Linked DNA regions of Mustela erminea: region 1 is linked to region 2. A link is a contact called in public Hi-C data. All regions are on one chromosome and are shown on one strand. Each heading gives the region's core, a stretch centred on a gene start, on an enhancer-like site or on the middle of the called end of the contact. The rest is flanking DNA. Distances are from core to core; before and after follow the strand shown. Region 1 holds the start of CEP57L1 (centrosomal protein CEP57L1). Region 2 holds the start of CD164 (sialomucin core protein 24).

Region 1 (3,675 bases), core at 139-2,638, 280 kb before region 2:
CTTTGCCGTCTTCAGTTACCTTTCAGCATGTCCCCAAAAGCACTTTGTATTTTTAAAACGAGAAAAAATGTAAGAATAAAATCAGAGAAATCGAATCGTCATGAAAACACAAATGTCTGGGAGACATCTGGAACCAGAAGTGTCTTTTATATTAATTGCTTTCAACCAATCTGCGAGACAGAACTCACCCTCTCCTACATGAAGGGGCAGTCTTCTTGTCAGAGACTAAAAAAAAAGTTGGAAAGTTGAAACCCGAAAGCGCTGGCTCTGCTGCACAGGCAGTCCCGGGGAAGTGCTCTCCTCCGTCTCGCGGGGTCAGCGGATATCCTCACGTTGTGGAGCTGTCAAATCCGTGCTCTGCCCAAAAAGGCTGGTAACAGTTGAAGGCGCTCCAGCCATTCGGGGTTTTTTGTCTGGGCAGCCACCGGGTTCTCAGGAACATTCCCACCCCGCCCCTCCTCCGGCACCAGTCCCCGCCCCCTGCAGCTCCTCCCTACCCCTCAGCTGCCGCCGGGAGCTGGTGGGGAAATCTCGCCAAATCCTTGCTCACTGGCTGCCGCGGCCGGAGACCCAGTCGCTCGTTGGGGGCGGCCGCCTCTGGCAGCCGCTGTCCCGGCTGCAGCGTTGGAGGAAAGTGTCTCCGGCCCCAAGATTCCGGATCCCCGAGCAGACGCCTTTTCTTTTCCTATACCTGCGTCCTCGCCCACCGCCCACTAAACCTGACGGGCACAGGGCTGGGCCGCAATCCCCAAAAGCGGGGCCGGGCCGCGGAGCTGGCGGAGAAGCCAGGCGAGAGGCGCAGAGCCCGCCCCTTCGCCCAGCCCCATCGGTGGGGCTCGGCCCAGAGGGCGGGAGCAGGGAGGGAAGATGGGGTCCTCACCCCCCAGCCCCTCCCCTTTCTCCGCCCGACATAATCCAGGAGCCGCCCCTGCCCCAGCGCCCTCTTCCCCGCCCAAGCAGACGCGACCCGCGGAGGCAAAGCCATTGGAAAAAGCCCCGCCCTCCAGCCGGCTACCTCCAGACCCCAAGTCCGCGAGCGGCCGCCAACTGCTGCTGGCTGCTGCGCATGCGTGACGAGAGCAGGGAGCATGCGCCTAAGGGGCATTTTTGCGTCGGTGGCGTTTCTCGTCCTCTGACGTTGGGATTCTCCCGGTTGGAGAAGGGGAGAGAAGAGTAAGGAGTTGAAGTACACTGAAACCGTTACAGACAAGACAAGCACGGCAAAGAAAGAGGGCGTAAACACACATCTGGAAGAAATTGAATCTAAATTTAAAATTAGTCTGAAAATAGTGACAGTCTCATTATTACGCCAAATCCGAGATTTAAGAGGGCAGGGCGTCCTCGCATTGACTTCTGGGAAATGTAGTTTTGATGTACAGACGCGTTCTGTAACTACAGTCCCCAGGAGCCACTGCGACGTCGCCTGTAGCGGCCTTCGAGCCAACGGTTAGCGCGGATGGAGGTTGAGAGCGTCGATTTGGTGAGCACTGTAGGTTTGGCTGCCAATTTTTCTTTGACAGGATTTTTTCCTTCTCCCGTTTCCTCAGGTATTTTGGAGACCAGGCTATCTAGAGCTGTCCTCCTTAGTCCAGGGGTAGTGTCCAGTAATCTGCCTGGGAAGGAGTAGTCTGGGTGCCCAAGGCCGAGGGCATATGAAGGCGCGAGGAATGATCGGGACCCCAAGGGGCTTAGAAAGCAGCAAAAGGCCGGGCAAGAGGGATGCTGTAGAAACCGGTGCGTCTTGCTGCGGCTTCCGCTTAGCCCTTTGAGGTGGACTCGCTCGCGAGGGATTAGGTATCCCTGTGCATTGCACTTTTGTTTGCCATTTCATAGGGGTGTTTTGTGTTGTATGCGCTCAGTAGAATGAAATCCCAGGCAAGGCTTTGAAAGCGAGTTTTAAAATCCATTTTGTATGAGAGTAAGGGGGAAAGAAGCCCCAGTATTCCTAGATAATGAATGTTTGCAGAGATACTGCATGAAAAAAGACCTATAAAAATTTCCAAAACTTAGTACATTTAGAAGATTCATTTGTTTGAAAACTACTGTTTGGTTTTGAAAAGTCATTCCTCTTGAGAAAAGTCAAGGTAGTCAATGGACCGAGAACCAAATTCGATTTTAATTCTTCACATTGCGGAAGAGATTTTTTTCTAAAAATTGAGCCCTGGGGCGCTTGGGTGGCTCAGTGCAAAGAGCATGCAACTTTTGATCCCCCGGGGGGTGAGTTCCAGCCCCATGCTGGATATAGAAATTACTTAAATAAAAACTTTTAAAAAATAAAATAAATTAAAAAATGAAAAAGATGAAAATTTAGCCCTGTGAGGTACTGAGTACACAACAGTGGCAAAGACAGTCCCTATCTAGTTACATAACCTAATGGTTAAATGCACAGTTTTAGTACAATATGATATCTGGCTATCTGGCATGGCTAGGATTTCACCAGGGAAATCTTCATCCTGGGAAAAGAGGGCTAAAGCGACAGCATAGGGTGAAGGCTAAAGGGACAGCATAGGGTGAAGCCTAGAAGTGAGAGAGGTATGAAACTTTCAGGAAACCAAAATAAGCCAAATCACCCATATTTGGGGAGGGATGACTTTTTATCTACTGATGTATTCTGTAGCTGTGAGGAGACAAGTACTGTGAATTTTCCAGATAGTTTCTGAAAGTGACATGTCCTTGAACAGATAAGTTTTGATGAATTGGTGTAATTCGGAAGGCCTTGGGTATGGTCTACATTCTATGCTACTGGTTTAAATTCTGCTACTGATTTAAATCAGATTTTTTTTTTAAATGAGAAGTTCTTATGAATATGATTTCAAAAAATAAAAACGACATTCTTTTTTTCGTCTTTTTTTGGGCTCGTCCTCCTTTGGCCAATGCACAAAGAGTAGGGTAGTTTCTCAAATCTCGGTCCCCTTATCACATAGTTGAATATGATCCCTTCCAAATCCATGGTTTCACTACCACCTATGACTTTTAAATGTATAGCTCTATCCTCCTTTACCTTTCCAGTTTTCATATACCCATTTCCTTGATATTTCTTGTTTGATACCTCAGAAGCCTCTCAAGTTCAACATGCCTAAAACCAAATGGATGGTTATCTTTAATGAGTCTGATTCTTTTTCAGTGTTAACTATTTCAGTTAATGATCCTACCATCTACTTGTGAAAATTTGAAAACTACACATTATTGATTTCTTCCTGTCCTTCATGCCTTTATAGCCAATTATTACCAAGTCCCTTCAATCTCATCTCCCAGATAACCTCCAAATCCACCCTTTTCCCACAGTCTGCACAAGCACAGTCTTTTCCAAACTGCCATAGTGTGTTGCCTAGATCGTTGCAATAGGGATAATTCACTCTGGCCTTTCTCCACACTGGAGTCACAATGATCTTTTTGAAATGCAAATTTGACTAGACTTTTCACTTAAAATCATTCATTGCTATCTCACTATTCTTAGGCAAAACTTCTTTGTAAAGCATAATATCATTCTGTCCCTTTCCACCTCTCCAGCCTCACCTAATATTATACCTACTACTCTACATCTATCTCTGCTTCAGCCATACAGATCTTTCTTCGGTCACTGGTTCTCATATTCCCTTCATCCATTTATACACTCAACAAACATCTTTTAAGTATCTGCTATGTAATGGGAAAATCACACATCATTGAGCACAA
Region 2 (3,366 bases), core at 623-3,122:
TTCACAAAGTAGAAAGTAAGTTCTGCAGAGGTTTGTGTACTGATAAAAAATGCTAGTTGTCTAAAATCTTTTGTGCCTGATACTTTTGAACAGCACAATGTTATTTACAATGAACTAAACTTGCTACCTTTCATTTTAGACTGCAGTTTATACAACTACTACTTACAGAAAACAAATCATCTCCTTTGTATGACTTTCAATTACAAAAAGGCAATTAACTTGGCTATCTCTAAGCTTCTCTTTGGAAAAAACACACACTCCAAAACTACAATTCTGGAAAGAAACTGCCAAATAAGCAGAAGACAAAACATATTGTGCTCTATCATCTTAAAAACAGTGCAGTTAGAACGTCCAGCATTCCACGGCAATGTACTTTCCTTATTTAACAGTTTTTGAACTTCAGTATTACATCTTTCTGAATCTTAATTATACATTTTATTTATCTATAAAACACAAAAACCAAAGGAAGATACTTCAAAACAGTATGATCCGTCTGGGGGAGGGGAGGAAAGCCAAGGTAAAAATCCTGACACTTGAGCACTTTTTCGGTCGAGATGCCAGTTATTCCTTCCTCAATATTAACTAGAATAACCAATCACACTACATCAGGTTTTATATATCTAGAGTTCTTTTTCACCTCAAACTTATCTTCCCCTCTCTTTTGTGTTGTCACTGCACTGTCAATTTCTGCTTTAAGATTCAGTGTACAACTCAACCAGTACCCAAATCGACCGCAGAGCTTAACAAAGAGTGTGTTCCTGATCGAGTTTAAAAATCGACAACCTGGGTTTCAATCCCAGCTCACAATCAACTAAACCTGTGCTCCCCGCAAGCCACTCTATTTCCATCTTCCTCCCAGATTTCACCACCTATCTTCCAGTTTAGCCTAAAATACCAAAAAGAATATATGAAGCATCGGGTACACAAATGGGCACTCTTCTTCTTTGGTACATAGCAAATTTAAAGTTTTAACTCATCAAATGCCCAAACCTCAGATATACCCCGACACCTATCCGCAAAATCAATACGGTTAGATCACAGGCAACTTTTCTCAGACTCAAGTCTGAGACACTGGCGAGCATTCACGTCTTCAGTTTCTTTTTCCTCTTTTGCCAACTCCCGGAGAAGCCCCCTTGCGGAGATAGGATGTGGGTGGGCAAATGACTAACCCCAAACACAGGGAGTTCGACCTGATCCCCAAACTTTGGAGGCGAGTCGCCTCGCCCCATGATCAACCCCACTGCCACCACCGCGGGAGGAAGCCACGTCCCCTCTTCCCAAGCTGAAGTGAGACTGGGGATTACGAGGCACTTTTTAAGAGCACCTTGGCGTGGGACACTTCGGGGTGGCCCAGAGCCCAACGGCCAACGGGGCTCGGCCGCCCCTACTCCCCGGGGCGCTCCCTCACCCCCGCCACTCCGATCCCAGCCCGGGCTGGACTCGGACGGGCCGCCATGTTGCTGGAGCGCGGCCCGTCCCGGCCCCGGCCCCGCGCGCACCGCGGGCAGGGCGGGCGGCTCGGCTCGGAGCGGCGGGCGGGCGAAGACAGAAAACCCGTTGGGCCGGCGCCCACCTTGTGCGGGAGTGGTCACCGGCGTAAGAGTCGTCACCGTCGTCGGAACTGTCGTTTTGGCGGTGCTGGTGTTCGGTGAAAGCGGGATCGCAGTCACGGTCGGATCCGGGCTGGGGTTCGCAGCCGCGGTCAGCACACACAGCGCGGCCAGGCAGGCGGCAGCCCAAGGCAGCTGGCGGGAGAGCCCCGACATCACGTCCTCCGCACTGGTGTCCGGGCGAAAGCTGCGGCGCACTCTACTCCGTCCGTCCCTCTGTCCCCTGCGGCACCGCCTCGGAGAGTCTGGGCCCCCGCGAGAGCGCGCCGGGGTCACGTGAGGGGCCCCAGGCCACGGCGTGCGGGGGCGGGGGGGGCGGAGCGGGGGCGGGCTGCGGACGATACCAACTGCATTCCCGCAGGAGGGGGAACAGGGACAGCGAGAGGCAACGGAGGGAGGCTGTTCCGCATAGTGACTAGCCAAGTGTAGCGAAGAAGCTCCCAGAAGCAAGAACCTATTTCCATTTCCCTTCGATTACCATCCAAGATGCAGCTGGGCTGTTCTAGTTCCCGCGATAGGGAAAGCTTCCACCCTGGCCCGGATGGAACAACCTACATGAGGTGGCTCTCGGCGTCCGCGCGGGCGACCGGGGAGGCCGTAAATCCGCGGCCCCACGTGACTTTCCGGGCTTCGCCTCTGGGACGGGAGTCAGCCTGGCGTTCGTTTCCGTGGGGTGCGTTTAGACCCACCCAGTGGGTCAAGTTTGCGGTGTGCTCCCGCGTTCCGAAGGTGCTCGCACAGATTCTCAGTAGCACCCGCGCTTCTCTCTCTCGAATTTTTCTGGAAATAGCCTTGTGTTGGGATCCCTCAGGGCAATGAAGAAGCCACGTGGCTGAGTTTCTGCTCCGTCGCCCACTCCTGGTGAGCGGCCAAAACACCGAAAACGGCCCCCCGGCCTTCCAGCCGGAGCGCTGTCTACACTGGCTTTCTCTATCCCACTTGCCCAGGCTGTCTTTACCGAATTTTTTGCTACTTAAATCAGCGGTAGCCGCAGTCAGTCAACGCCACCACCACTACAGAGAATCAGAGACGAGCTGGGTTGGAAATCCATCTGGTCCGTTCCCAACCCACTTTACAGGTGAGGAAACCGAGCCTCAGACAAAGTGACTTGCCCGAAACTCGATGCTTGACATCAGGACTGGATGTTGGAATGCCCGTTAATGTTCTGGGACTGCTCCGGCTTAATTAGGATGGGTGAGCGCCACCTGATGTCCAGCCTCACAAAACAGTCACAATTGCAGCCGCGCTTATATTAACGAGTAAAAACTGGATTATAAAAGCTGTTTTTAGTGCCGGGTTTGTGTTTTTTTTTTCCCAGTTACTTGCATTTATCCGGCAAGTTTAATTATGCACGTTTACCCTAATAAAATAACACACGAACATTGCTTTTATGAGATCTGCTTTGGTATGAAAGCACCACAAAAAAGTTGACTCTAAACGTTTTAGCTTTTTTTTTTGCCTCCATCTGAAGGCTTTAAAACTTTCTAGAATCTGATCTGGGGGGTCCTTTTGTACCTTCGTCACTGAGTATTCTGTTGATTACACCAGCTGGCGATTTGCTTGATGTAAACACGAGACCATGTTTGACAGATCCAGCCTATGGCCAGAATTATTGAAAGACTTTCAAAGAAGACATGGCTGTGTTGGGGGTCTGTTGACAATTCATGAATACAAATCTGCTTTGACAGATCACTAGATATTGCTTCCTTAAGTAAAAAAAGCAATATGATGTTTATATATGCTGTTCAATTTAAGT

What was found. Hi-C and Micro-C count contacts between places; a contact is called where the count stands out from the background.
Region 1: a contact with region 2 is called in a Hi-C map of spleen, with 5 times the contacts expected there. The contact joins the promoter of CEP57L1 here to the promoter of CD164 in region 2. A contact is called at or near these places in 2 of 3 Hi-C or Micro-C datasets (fibroblasts and spleen).

What each region holds. Positions count from the first base shown.
Region 1 is chr4:23,046,613-23,050,287 of mMusErm1.Pri, reverse strand. It overlaps CEP57L1 (centrosomal protein CEP57L1), which reads left to right and starts at 1,388. Exons shown (of 11, transcript XM_032338862.1): 1 at 1,388-1,489. The coding sequence starts at 1,457. It overlaps SESN1 (sestrin-1), which reads right to left and starts at 649. Exons shown (of 11, transcript XM_032338860.1): 1 at 189-649; 2 at 1-42.
Region 2 is chr4:22,770,431-22,773,796 of mMusErm1.Pri, reverse strand. It overlaps CD164 (sialomucin core protein 24), which reads right to left and starts at 1,872. Exons shown (of 6, transcript XM_032338857.1): 1 at 1,574-1,872. The coding sequence starts at 1,766. It overlaps LOC116588130 (a long non-coding RNA gene), which reads left to right and starts at 1,989. Exons shown (of 4, transcript XR_004284795.1): 1 at 1,989-2,688.